2 separate regions of the Mus musculus genome follow, and region 2 is linked to region 1. A link is a contact called in public Hi-C data. All regions are on one chromosome and are shown on one strand. Each heading gives the region's core, a stretch centred on a gene start, on an enhancer-like site or on the middle of the called end of the contact. The rest is flanking DNA. Distances are from core to core; before and after follow the strand shown.

Region 1 (4,078 bases), core at 406-2,905:
CAAGGGCCTCAGAAAGGGCCACCAAGTTAGAGTCCACACCTCTTCCACACGGTGGAACAAGTTCTGGAGAGGTAACCGCCCACATCTCACCTTCTTCCGCACATAGGGACTGGGCTGCAGAAGCAGCTTTTCCACCTCAGGGGCTAGGTCCCGGCACATCTCAGCAGAGCCCATGGTACTCAGAGTACACAGGGCCAGGCCTTGAACTGGCTGGTTCCCTTGGCTCAGGTCACTGTAAGGTTGGAAGGATGGTCAGTCAAGTCTGAGAAAACCAGTTTGTTGCAGTACTGATAGCAGGTAGCCCGCTGGAATTTTGCAGTTCCCCCTCTCCCAGCGCCCTGATTTCAAGTGCCCCAGAACCCTCTCACTTCTTGATGCTGTTGGTGATGAGCAGATGGGAATCGTGCCTCTCATCCAATAGAAGCATGGCCCCAAGGTAGCCCACCCTCTTGTCTGTGAATCTGGGGGAGGCGATCAGTTTCAGGCACTCCATCTATAGGGAAGGAGGCAGACCAGGAGGGCAGTGTGAAACCACAGGGCACTAACTTCCGGGCTACAATCTCCTTTAGGCCAGATTAACTTGTGAGGGATCATATTTCATCACTCTCTCTGTAACCAGAAGCTTAAGTGTGGATCCAGATGACAGCAGGCAGGTTTCAGGGACCTGTGTAGGAGTGGAGTCTGGAAAGGGGATGGGGAGGTGCTGAACGGGGCTGGCAAGAAATCACTAGTAGGGTGATAAAAGGTTCAGAAACTAAAGGATTTAGCTGGGTAGGGCGGGGCATGCCTGAAAGTCCCTACACTGAAACGGAGGCAGGGTTTTCTCGAGTTCCCAGTCCGGGCTATAGAGAACCTGTTTCGAAACAAAAAAACTGGAGGAAAAAAACAAAAACAAAAACAAAAAAACAAAAACCACAGCCTGGGTACAAACACAAAGGGGCGCACTGGCCATCTTCCTCAAAATTTGTAGCCATCCCAGGCCAGTACCTGTCCAAAGTGGGCGGGGTAGCCCAACATGTGGACGTAGAGCAGTTTGGCCAGCTGGCGATGCCTCTGCAGGGGATCCCCATCGCGGAAGGAGGCCCGAATTTGGGCGCACTCCTTCTGGATCACCTCCCGTTCCTGGGCCTGCGTCTTGGCCCCGCGAATCTCTTCGATTAGGTCCTGAAGTCTCAACGAATGCACCACCATCCTGGGGACAGAGCCCGGGAGTTGAAAAGACTTTATTTCAACACGTTCTAGCCGGTTGGATAGAATTGCCTTGTGCCAAGATCTCGAAGGGATTGCGTCCCACCGCCGCCCTAAAACTGTGCCCACTTTTACCTCCCACATGTACCCGGGGGCCACCCTCCCGCCTCGCAAGGACATCCCCACTACGCATGCGTCCTTGCTCCACCCTGTGGCTGTTTCTACTGAGCCTGCGCTACAGACCAGTCTATTTCTCGCTCTTCTTCCCGGACCAGTTTCTCCTCTCTAGTTTTCCTTCTGGTTCTCTGTACTATTCCCTTCGCGAGATTTCTTGCCCCCATTCCCACTTCAGAAGGCACTAGTTTCCCAGTCCCAAGCTCACCTGGCTTCGGTGTCAACTTTGCTCCTCTACCCCCCACCCAGCACTTCCTGGTATGGGACAGAGCTGGGGTTGGTGCTCGGTTCGGGGCCCTTCCCTCTTCCCCGCCTCTATCACGGGACCCCGCCCCTCTAGGGCCTCCCTGCTGAGTCGTCTTGACATTTCTGACCTCTGGCCTGTCTCTGGCACTTTGGTAAAGGAGCCTAGAATTGTTCCATGATTGTGGCTCCCCCAGGGGCCTCACTTTTCATCCACCCCACCAGGTGGCACTCAGAGAGCTTGAGTCAGAAGCCATCGCACCCCAAAGGAGATGACAGTCCCCCCCTTTTTGGAACTTTTTTATTAATATACTTTTTTTTGTTAAATTTCTTTGTTATTTTTTTTTTCCTGCAAGACTTGATGTTGGCGGCACTGTTGTATAACTTCAATCCCAAATTCCATGAAATAGAAATCAGAAGTAAAGATTGAGAAGGAAGGAAGGAAGGGAGGCAGGAGGAAGGCAGGCCAGGGAGTAAACAGAGGTTGACTAGAAAAATAAGAAGAGTGTGTGTGTGGTGGGCATTCCTGGGCAAGGCCATTCCTTGAGGAAGGGATTGATTGGCAGGCAGCTTGCCTCTGCCTCATGCAGGGTAGGAAAGTCCCCCGGGGTTCCACAGTCCCCTCTTGTACAGCTTTCTGTCCCCAGAGGGAAAGTTAGTCCCAGGGATCAGCCATAATCTCAAACAGGCTCTCCCCCCAACTCTCGTCCGGGGTTGACACCCACCTCTGCCCTGCCCTGTGTGGGGCAGCGGCTTCCTCTGATTCCCCGTTAGCTCCCATCTCGCAGGAGTCTACGCGAGGGGTTAGAAACTAGACTTGTGACAGCATCTGCTGCCCTTCAGCCCTCAACGTGTTCGCCCCACAACTGTCAGAGCTGAGGACTGGGGTCCTCGCTTGCTGCAGCGCCTCTAACCCTCTGCAGAAATGTCTTCTTCAGTCCCCTTAGGAATTTAATCAAAGGCCACAAGTGAGTCCAGACCAACCAAATAAATTTTCAGGGGGGCAGAGAAGGGTAGAGAGGTGAGTGGCAGAATCTGAAGAGGGGCGGGCTTGGTTGCACCAGATGGTTTTTCGTTGCTTTTCTCAATACTCTTGGCTTGGCGTGCCATCCTTGGTGGTTGGGAGAGGGACTGGTTGAGGAGGGCAGGAGAGGGAGCACGGGGAGTTTCCTGTTGTTCGCTCCCCTTTTCTCCCTCAGGGAAGATCAAAGTAGGCAAGAACTTAGGTAGGTTCTGGGAGGTAAGAGTGGAGGGTACTTTTCCTGCAGCTTTCCCTTGGGGCCAGTGAGCCCCAAGTGGCTCAGGCAGTGCCTTGTCTGGCCACCCAATCACTTCTTATGCATTTCCTTTCTCCCCTCCACTCAGATTCCAGGAGATTCCTCAGGACACCAAACCCCCACCCTTGGTGAAGTTTTGATTCAAAGAAAAGGTTGGGGAGGACATGGGGGGGGGCAATGGTCTGACTTAGATTTGTGTATCTCAGAGGAGAGAGCAACTCTGAGAGAGAACAGCCCTTCATATGTAAACAATCTAGAGAGAGAAGGGGTCAGGGTGGGAAAGAAAAACCAGGAAGACCAGAGACGGGTCCAGAATAAATGAGACCATCTCAAAGAATAGAGGGAAGGAAGAAGCGAGAGACCAAAAGAAAGGGGCCCCGGAGATAGGGGAAAACACAAGTGGGTGGAGGAGGAGAGAAGAGAAGGCAGGTCGAAGGTCAGAGTGGGTGCAGAGGCAGGCAGCCAGAACCCGAAGGAAGCCAGGATGTTGCCTCAGGTGAGGAGCTGGGAGAACAGGAAGGCCAGGCTGAGGTCCAGCAAGGCCACGGCTCCCACCACCAGGGGGTTGGCAGCTCCCTAAAGAGACAGAGAGTGAAGCAGATTCAGTCCCGGAAGGCAAGCATAGGTCCCACCTCCCTGCTCTGGCTTTATCAGCAAAGCTGAAGGGTCCCAGACACCTCCCCACACAGGTGAGAGCAGAGGAACACACCCTTGTTTCAGGCTCTGAAGGACCTCGCTTCTATGCAGGGCCCTGCCCTCATACTCTGAAGATAGCAGGCAGTGCCTCCACCCACCCACCACCACCACCGCCGCCGCTCTCCCCATCCCTCAGTGTATCATGTGGGCAAGGCAGAAGGTGCCTGGCCTTAGCAGCAGACATTGGCAGCAGCAGCCAGTACTGCAGTAAGGCAGAGGGAGGAAGGGGTGAGGGAGGATGTGGTTGCTAGGAGATGGGAGAAGGCCTGGAATCCAATCAGAGCAGAGGGTTCTGGAGGAAAAACTCCACCTCTCTCGATTTTCTGTCTGCACCCCCCCCCCCTTTCTCAGGAGAGGGAGGGAGAGTGAGGGTTGGGAGGAACAATTTTTTCCTATTTCTGGGCACCAAAGAGAGAAAGTATGGAGGTGGGGGGTGGTGGGGGTGGAGCAGGAAACTGGGGCTGGAAATGATGTGGAAGGAGAACAGGAAAAAGTGCTCT
Region 2 (4,078 bases), core at 1,156-3,655, 140 kb after region 1:
ATTTTAGTGGAATTGCTTAAAGTTTCTCTCCATTTAGTTTGATGTTGGCTTGCTGTATATTACCTATATTATGTTTAGCTATGTGTTTTGTATCCCTGGTCTCTCCAAGATACATTTGGGCATCTGAGTTTGGGATGATTATAGGTCTGGGTGCTGATTTCTGTGTTTGTCTCTGTTGGCTGGGTATTTTGTTCCTTGGTTTCTGTTTGTTCTTTGGTCTTCTGAGTTTTGTGGCCTGGATTTATGGTGGCCTGCTTGACCTCTAAACCACTAGGGCATCTATGACCAGGTTGGGGGCTTGACTTCTAGCACCTTGCTTGGCCTTTGGTGTAGCAGGAGGTCTCTGTTCTTCTGACTGGTCTGGCCTGTTCCTGAGCATCTGGATTCTGCTGGAATTAGGGACAGGATCCCAGCCAGGCATGGGGCTGAGGTGGGGAGAGCCTTGAGGAGCTGAGTCTAGGCAGTGACACAGTTCAGCTGGCAGGGGTTCGCTCACCTGTCCTTTTGACTGGTGTGACCTGCACCTGAAAAGCTACAGTCTCAAAAGCTGGGACTTTTAAGAGCTGAGCCCTTGTTAATGGGATTAGTGTCCTTAGAAAAGAGGATCAAGGGTGCTGTCTGACCTATTCTACCTTCCAACAAGAATGGACACAGAATTTGTCCTCTCTGGTGACCATGGTAACAAGATGCTATCTTTGGAGCAGAGAGTGAGTTCTTTTCAGACATGGAATTAGCTGGTGCCTCGAGCTTGAATTTCCAAGGTTACATATCTATGGGAGGATTTCCATTGTTTATAAGATTTCCAAAATAAGATCTTTTGATAGTAGAAAAATCAAATGACAGTGTTCTCCCCCTCCTACCTCTGCTCTAGCGAGGCTTCCTCTCATCTTGAAATCTAACACCTGTCAGCCATTCTTTCTATTATGCTTCTCCAACTCCCCCAGTGGCAAAAGCAAACCAGAGTTAACGACCTGCTACACCAGACTCCATAAGTGTCAGCAAACCGTTCAGCCATGCAAACAATTCAGGCACCTTTTAATGCTATCCTTTTGCTTGGGGCTGTTCTGTTAGCTGTAGACCCCTTACCGAGAGCAGGCGTTCTGTCCATGGTTATCCTTCCTAGTGTCTGAGAGAGCACAGGTGCTCCCTAATGGCTTTCTCCTTAGTACCCATGCTCCACTGCTCTCTTGGGTGATGGGGGCAGGTTCGCAGTCCTGTTGGCACCTCTGCTTCCCTGGCTTGGAAGCTCTTGGCTGCCAGTTCTCTCCTAAATCAGGAAGGATGCTTGGGTTCCCAGAGCTTCCTGATGACGTTGTTGTTGTCGTTGTTGTTGTTGTTGTTGTTGTTGTTGTTGTTGTTTTCTGGACTCTCTGTTCCCTTTTCGTTTACAAAGCTGCCTTTACTCTCTACCAGGAAAGGTACTTGAAATTTGGAAGTAGGCAGAAGAGAGAACAGGGCATTTATATTGTAGTGTTGGGATTGGCTTTCTAAGTCTCTGGGAAAAGTGTGTGTTATTTTGAGATGGAAACACATTCTCTCTACCGGGACAGATGACCCCTAAGGTTATGTTTTGTTTTTGTTTTTAAACTGGACATCAACCAGTTTTGTGTCTGACCTCACAATCTTACTCTAACCTTCTCTATAACTACTTAGCCTTTCATATGCTTTTAAATTGGTTATAACACCATTTTTGTTCGCTCCCTAGCTAGTGGGTCAAGGAAAACTTTGACACCAGCTGGTTTTATGTGTGTACGAGGTATATAATGTCATCTTTTTGAAAATTACAGCTTTGTGCTGCTTTATCATGTGCAGGGGCAAATGCAGAACGATGTTACAGTCGTGCAGGAGAAACATTTTTATTAATTATGCTGTTAATCTTCTTCCTTCCCACTGTTCACCTTCCATTTTGAAATGAGAAGACTCTCCTGCAGTCCCTTACCATTCCATAGCTGCCACACAATACTATTTCCCCGACAATGTCGTTTAAAAAGTTGCCTCAGACCAAACATCTGAGGTTGTACATAAGAAACATCAGGAGTGTGTCAAGTTGATGTTGGATGGGTGCAAAAGTTTCATGCCTGGGATTTTTTTACTGACAACTTTACTGCAAAGTTTTGACCCCTGCTAGGCTCCACTAGCCTTTCACATCAGCCAGCTTAATGAGCTCTCAGAGTAAGCGAATACTTCCAGCTACTACAATTCTTCCTAGACTTTCTCTACCATCACCATAGAAACAAACCTCTCACTTTCGTAGGAGAAATCATGTTATAATGAAGAAGACCGCATAGTACAATTAATGAGCTGGCCTGCAAACACGGTAGAAGTTGAAGGAGGAAGGGATGGAGTGGTGGTGGGGACAGGTAGAGCATGAATGAAGAGACTGTGCAGACAGTCGAGTCTTGCTGTCTTGCTGTATGAGCCTGACTCTGGCTGAAGACTCCCAGCAGAGCAAGGGTGAGAAGTTGAGCAGAATATTTGCCAATAGTTTTTTGGTTTCCCTCCAGAGGGAGGGATCAGCAAGGGGTCCTTTCAGTTTGGTGTCACAAACCCAAGAAGGATCTGATTCTGAGTGTCAAACATCATGAGTGGGACCCTCACGTGAAAATCAAAATTCCAACCCACTGAAGCTTGGGAAGTCATAGATAAAGGGCAGTGAGCTGATAAAGACAGATTGGCAGGAGAAAATAAACATGTTTAATGACATGACGTAGGGGATGGGTAGACAGGAGACTGCTCGGCTGTATTTTCCTAGATGTCTCAGAATTCTGGTTTGATATTTCCCACTTCCTTTTGTGACAAAGACTGACTGAGGAACAATAGGGGCCAAAGGGAAGAACTCGAGGAGAGGAGTTGCAACCTATAAACATGTCTAGACACTGGGTCAACAACCATCAAACTGGGCTTTGCTCAGAAGGAAAAGCAGCCTCAGCTGCAGACACCATGACATTCTTAGCTGTGTCCTGACATGAAGGAATAAGATTGTCCTTGTCAGATCACACCAGTCAAAAAATACTCTATGTAGGGTATGTGGTGATGGCTCAGGGATTAGGAGTGTGTGCTGCTCTTACAGATGACGGGAGGGGGGGGTATGTCAGGTGCTCACACCCACCTGTAACTTTAGCTCAGGGGATCTGATACCCTCTTCTGGACTTCCCCTGGCACCTACACTCATGGGCACATACTCTCTACATAAACATAATATATTTCTTCTATTATTTTATAATAAAATTATTCTTATAAAATAATCTATGTAACTATATACAACAGCCCCTGGAATCACTAATAAGCCCACTAGAAAATGCCTGTTAGATAAGACTCCCAGGAAACCCATGCTCCCTCCTGAGTGTGCACTTTCACAGTAAGCAAGCTTTGCTTGTCATTCTTGGCTCTGTCTCATGTATGAATTCTTTCCCTGATGGTGACAATATCCTAAAGATGACACACATATATCTCCTTCTGATAGTCTGGTCCATCGATCTCTGAGACCTCCCCAGTCTCCCACTAGGAGCACTTTTATGGTTTGGTATTTCAGTCATTTGAGTGGTGGGTGTATCACTTAGCATGGAAATTAGATTGTGATCATTACAGGTCCTCTGGTGGTTGTCCTGGCAGCTCTCTTAGATTGAACTAGTTTGGATTAGCCCACCAGAAGAGGAACTTTTGGTCTTCAGCTACCCTGTCATCAATGATGTATAAGCTAAGTGTGGGTCAGAAATGTAGGCAGGCCATGTAGACAGTGCACTGGACCACTTCCAGATATTATATTGGAAGACTGTGTAAAAGCTGAGATTTAACAAGCAAACAAAGATACTGTATAAATTGATAAACTCTTACTGTTGCTTTAGTGAATGATGGGCAAATAATGATAAACATTCCATAAACTATAGAGGAGAAAAATTATTTCCTTCTCAAGCTTCGTACATTTTTAAACTAAGACTTCCTGTTTTAAAAAAGACAGATTAATATGAGAAAAGCAAACAATTTAGTGACATGTATGTCCAATGTAGGGAGTTAGGGGGCATTTACAGTCGATCCCTAAGATAGACTGTACACTTTACACACTCCCTATTATGGGAAA

Evidence for each region. Hi-C and Micro-C count contacts between places; a contact is called where the count stands out from the background.
Region 2: a contact with region 1 is called in a Hi-C map of nephron progenitors, with 2.9 times the contacts expected there. The contact joins the enhancer-like site here to the promoter of Ap1g2 in region 1. A contact is called at or near these places in 3 of 39 promoter capture datasets (the HPC-7 cell line, HPC-7-derived erythroid cells and liver), 1 of 484 Hi-C or Micro-C datasets (nephron progenitors) and 2 of 9 other capture datasets (adipose tissue and pancreatic islet).

The regions. Positions count from the first base shown.
Region 1 is chr14:55,104,938-55,109,015 of GRCm38.p6, forward strand. Ap1g2 (adaptor protein complex AP-1, gamma 2 subunit) reads right to left here and starts at 1,656. Exons shown (of 22, transcript NM_007455.5): 1 at 1,571-1,656; 2 at 988-1,192; 3 at 369-493; 4 at 91-232. The coding sequence starts at 1,191. Jph4 (junctophilin 4) reads right to left here. Exons shown (of 6, transcript NM_177049.5): 6 at 1,889-3,458. The coding sequence ends at 3,375.
Region 2 is chr14:55,246,351-55,250,428 of GRCm38.p6, forward strand. No RefSeq gene overlaps it. Among named protein-coding and RNA genes, the nearest start is that of Dhrs2, 26 kb to the left of the region's middle. Within about 2 kb of position 2,406, at least 6 of the 459 cell types and tissues checked have an H3K27ac peak or open chromatin away from gene starts, as enhancers often do. A contact at or near this core is called in nephron progenitors, where this site is marked.